Regions from separate parts of the Zea mays genome. Here region 2 is linked to region 1. A link is a contact called in public Hi-C data. All regions are on one chromosome and are shown on one strand. Each heading gives the region's core, a stretch centred on a gene start, on an enhancer-like site or on the middle of the called end of the contact. The rest is flanking DNA. Distances are from core to core; before and after follow the strand shown. Region 1 holds the start of LOC109943524 (WAT1-related protein At5g64700). Region 2 holds the start of LOC100286366 (AGG2).

What was found. A called contact is a pair of places that touch in the nucleus more often than the background predicts.
Region 2: a Hi-C map of tassel shows a contact between it and region 1, with 5 times the contacts expected there. The contact joins the promoter of LOC100286366 here to the promoter of LOC109943524 in region 1. A contact is called at or near these places in 12 of 25 Hi-C or Micro-C datasets (ear, leaf and tassel) and 1 of 3 datasets of contacts at active chromatin or transcription factors (leaf).

What each region holds. Positions count from the first base shown.
Region 1 is chr1:259,434,120-259,436,819 of Zm-B73-REFERENCE-NAM-5.0, reverse strand. LOC109943524 (WAT1-related protein At5g64700) reads left to right here and starts at 1,450. Exons shown (of 9, transcript XM_020546833.2): 1 at 1,450-1,626; 2 at 1,713-1,844.
Region 2 is chr1:259,635,363-259,638,062 of Zm-B73-REFERENCE-NAM-5.0, reverse strand. It overlaps LOC100286366 (AGG2), which reads right to left and starts at 1,283. Exons shown (of 4, transcript NM_001159253.1): 1 at 1,065-1,283. The coding sequence starts at 1,166.

The sequences.
Region 1 (2,700 bases), core at 201-2,700:
ATCATTTGTGGACAATTTTAACAGAGTTTTCAATCGTTAGTAGATTTAGTTCGTTTATTTGAATTTCTTCGGAAAATTTAGATTTGAACTGCAGGTCACTCGAAACTTGGAAAACCGTGCATGCAAAAATGATATTCATGTTACTTAGCATAAGTTACGACCGATTTCAGGAGCGGACCGGAAACTTCGAGCAACATGCTCACTAAATATGGCCGTGAACTTGCCATCCAAATGTTTAAAAATTGTATAAAACACAAACAAAGTCAGAAAATCCTGAAACTTGTCCACGTGTCATGATATCATATGTACAGGCTGCGATAAAAATTTTAGAATGTTTGGAGAAAGTTGTGGGACACTATGTGTAGAAACCTAAGAGAACTACACATGAAATCATAGAGTTTCAATGTGGATCTCTTAGGTTTGTACGCATAGTGTCTCACAAATTTCTCCAAACATTCTAAATTTTTTATCGCAGCCTGTACATATGATATCATGACACGTGGACAAGTTTCAGGATTTTCTGACTTTGTTTGTGTTTTATACAATTTTTAAACATGTGAATGGCAAGTTCACGGCCATGTTTAGTGAGCATGTTGCTCGAAGTTTCCGGTCCGCTCCTGAAATCGGTCGTAACTTATGCTAAGTAACATGAATATCATTTTTGCATGCACGGTTTTCTAAGTTTCGAGTGACCTGCAGTTCAAATCTAAATTTTCCGAAGAAATTTAAATAAACGAACTAAATCTACTAACGATTGAAAACTCTGTTAAAATTGTCCACAAATGATACATGTAGGTCTACATAGTGTAGGAACATACCACAAAAATTTTGGGAGACAAAATAAAAAAAATAAAAATATACTTTGCCGAGTGTCTAGAGATGACACTCGTCAAAGCCTCCTTTGCCGAGTGCCTACTATGTGGCACTCGACAAAGAAGCCTCTTTGCCGAGTGCCAGCCGTTGGCTCTCGGCAAAGACTGACGGCCGTCAGCTTTGGGACGGCCTCTGACGGCCCTTTGCCGAGAGCCTCTTTGCCGAGTGTTTGACACTCGACAAACTTGTCTTTGCCGAGTGTCGTCCTGTGCCGAGTGTTCAGCACTCGGTAAAGAGGCTCTTTGCCGAGAGCCTAACTTTACCGAGTGCGGCACTCGGCAAAGCCTTCTTTGCCGAGTGCCCGATAAAAGGCACTCGGTAAAGAATACAACACTCGGCAAAGCCTGCGATTCCGGTAGTGGTTGCGGCGGCGTGCAGCGTAAACATCTTATTAATATTCTAAAACGTGTAGGTTTCATTGCAAAATAACCCGGCTACGTCAACCATAAATTAGGGAAAAAGAAATATGGTGCGTTCGACCATCGTGATCTAGAATCTTCCAGTGTAAGTCAGGCTATTGCAGTTCTTATACAAGTCACTCGCAAAAAAATTGAAAAAAGGCTCTATGTGTTCTCGTTGTTCTACAAGATAGCTCCAGATCTCCAATCCTACGGTCCAACCTAGGTGATTTTCTCCGCGACCCTCTCGGTCTCTCCTCATTATATTATCGTTGCCTCCATCGCTGGCGGTTGTGCTCCAGCGCCCAGCACCGCCGCGGGTTTCGACTGTGCATCGTTGTCGCCATCGGCAGTGGTGGAGCTCCGATTTCCTTCCTTCGCGCCTTGTTCCATTGGCTTTGTTTATTTGCTTTATGCCTGAGAAGTAATCTGGTTTTGCAGTTAGCTTCCTTGTTCTTGCGGCTGACCAGAGTCAAGCTCGCCATCGCTGGAAGCCGCAACGGCAGCTCGGCGTTGTGCTTCTCCCTGTCTTTCTTCTTCTCCAAGAGCTCGAACGCGCCCCATCCTACGCAGGTTTGTAGCTGGGTTTCAGGTTAAGCCGGGAATTAAATAAATAAAAAGAATACATAACGATGAAAACTAACAATACAAAATAGTTACAATGTTGGTAAAAAAACATACACATTGTTACAGCAAGGAGCTTTTATACAAAAAAACCCTTCATATTCTATGGGGAATTTGAGTACTTCTTTATTATGGATTACAGTCTTATTGCTTTCAGGTTCTATACAAAACCTGCTGTAGAGACTTTTCATAGTGGTCATGTAAATACAATCTAAATCTCCCAACCCCCCCCCCCCCCCCCCCTTTACCTTTGCTTTGATCCTTTTCCAGTATATATGATTTATGAATTTTTTGCATGGAAATTCCATTCTATCAACCAGATAGCAATAGATTAATGGGTAGACATTGTAACCAACACTTTAAACATACTTTAGCTCCTAAAATAGACACATAAACCTACCAGTTAGGAAATACAATCATAACATCATCCTGTTTACGAGGTAGAGATGGCTTGTGTATAACTATATGACATATTATGAACGCTTTAATAAAGCCAAATATATTCTTCAACTCATTCTTATATTTTTTAAAAAATAAAAACTGCATACTATATATATGTCATGTGTTTTTCCATCGTTGCTTTTTGCATTATATATGGTTTCATCATGTTTTTTCTCCTGATACAAATAAAATTCTAGTGTAGACGAGAACAGAAGTAGTCGAAGGGCGGGAGATTTCATGAGAGCAAGCAAGTGTGAGAGAAAAAATAATTAAATAATGGGCTACTTGTGGCCATCGAATGGGCTGCTCGTGGCCTCCTACTCCTATGGGCCTTGTTAGAAAATAATTAAATAATATACTGATG
Region 2 (2,700 bases), core at 34-2,533, 200 kb before region 1:
TTGCCCAACATACAAGTTTACCATAAGACATTGCTGAGCCAACATACGAGCTTGTCAGTTATTATTAGCTGCTTAGCTTCATGGCTCCAGCTTCAGAATGTCAAAGATAAATAGATAATGCATATATAAATGGTAGCAGGCTCTATGTCCTTAATAAAATCACTTTCGCTGATCTTGCTGCTCAAGTATACTTATTAGAAAAGAAATATGTTCTGCTTTATAAATGGTTTTAACCAACACTGCTATGTGCTGTCCCACAAATAAGTACATATATTTAAAGTACAGACGCTGCATCTCAGAAACTAGAAAACAGGTTCCCATGGCCACAGGTCCCCCCACCCACCCACCCAGAAAGGAGCATCACCACGCCTCATCAGAGGTTTCAGTCTTCAGTACACTGTCCCCAATCATTTGGTGCAGAAGAATCAGTAGGGTTTTCGACTACAGACTGCAATATATCTATCAAGGCATAAAACTCCAACTAGTCGGACAGAAAGAGCTACTCCGCGTTTGTCCCCATCAGAAAAAAGGCCCACACAACGGAACGGAAAAATGAATATTCGCAACAAGCACATTGTTGCAGCAGGACAAGGCAGGAAACAAAGAGCACATGGAGCTTGCACTTGCACATGCACATGGCTGCTTCTCCCAACCCAGACCCACCTGCACCTCCACGAGGAAGGAACGCAGGAAAACGCGGGTCTTGGGAAACCATAGCAAGAAAAGATGTCCCTAACTTCCCATGGCCATTATTTCCTCATGGATCATAAGAGGGAGAATATGAATCTCGGAAATTATGCCACGGATTGTTCTAGACTGTTCTGCATACTTTGACCATTGGGCTAGAAAGCAGCATGCTTGGCCGAATTCGGTGGGATGGATACTCCCTACCCCTGCATTTCAGGAGATCATACCACCAAGAAGTCCTCTGAAAAGGAGTTTTCCTTTTTGCGATGATCAATTCTTTTTGGAACACAGCCAAGCCAGCATAGTACGCACTAACGCTATGGAATCGACGAGGCAGGAAGCGAGTTCATGGGGGGAGGGGAGACAGGGGCACACACCTCGAGGAAGCGCGCCTCCTGCTCGAGCTTCTTGAGCTCGGCCTGGATCCGGTGGCGGCCCCGCAAGTCCGCCGAGTCCCCACCGCCGTCCCCGACCTGCATCGCCGTCCGATGAGCGGGAGAGGGTTGGTGCGATCCAGTGAGGCGCAAGGTAACTGGCAGGCACAGCGGAAGCGTGAGTGGGTTGGGGAAGCGAGCAGGCGGAGAGGAAGAAGACGAGGAACTGTCACGGAATGCGGGTGGCCAGACCAGAAAGGTTCTGCCTTTTTTTTTTTTTTGAACAATTGGATCTATACCATTAAAAGATCCAAACTTTAGATATATACCATGGACCTCACATGTCATTGACTCATGTGGACCCACATGTAAGTGAGATAGTAATGGTATGGATTCAAAGTGGTGATCTTTTAATGGTATGAATCCAAATTTCCCTTTTTTTTGGTTAACGTGAGAGGTTTGGGCTCTGACAGTGGAGGGTTTATTCTAACAACTGTACTAGAGTACTAGACCAAGTGACCAACTCCCACTCTCCCACTCGGTTATCCTGTCCGTTTCTTCCTCCAATTCTTTTCCTTTTCCAGTTTTCATTTTTTAAAATAATATAAAGTACTAATTAAATCGTTCTTTACTAGCTATTGTCGTATATTTCGATTATGAGATTTGACAGATTATGAGATTTGACAAATGAATGTCAAAACAACTTTTCTTAATGGAAAACTAGATAAGGATGTGTATATGATACAACCCGAGGGTTTTGTCGATCCGATCAATGCTGGAAAGATATGCAAACTTCAGAAATCTATTTATGGGTTGAAGCAAGCATTTCGGAGTTGGAACATTCATTTTGATGAAGTGGTTAAAGGGTTTGGTTTTCATCAGAATGAAGAAGCTTGTGTTTAAAAGAACGAAAGTGGGAGCGCTGCTGTATTTCTGATCTTGTATGTGGATGACATATTATTGATTGGGAACGATATTCCTATGCTGGAGTCCATCAATGTTTCACTGAAAAAGAGTTTTTATATGAAAGATTTAGAGAAAACAACATATATTTTGGGCATAAGGATCTATAGAGATAGGTCGAAGTGGCTTATAGGATTAAGTCAAGATACATACATTGACAAGGTATTAAAATAGATCAACATGGAATAGTCCAAGAAAGGGTTCTTACCTATGTCACATCGTATACACCTTATGAAGAAGCAGTGTCCTACAACAGCTAATGAGCGAGAGCGCATGAGTAAGGTATCGTACGTCTCGGCAATTGGATCAATCATGTATGCCATGATAAGTACACACCCAGATGTTTCATATGCTATAAGTGCTATGAGTAGGCACTAGACTGATCCAAGTGAGGATCACTAAACAACGGTAAAAGGCATTCTTAAGTAATTGAGAAGGACTAAAGATATGTTCATGGTATATGGGGGTTCGGAGGAGCTCGTTGTAACTGGTTACACCGATGCTAGCTTCTAAACTGATCCAGACGAGTTAAAATCGCAATCAGGTTTTGTGTTCATAATAAATGGTGGTGTTGTTAGCGGGAAGAGTTCCAAGCAGGAGACTGTGACTGATTCTACAACAGAAGCCAAGTACATTGCAGCTTCTGAATTTGTGAAGGAAGGTGTTTGGATACGGA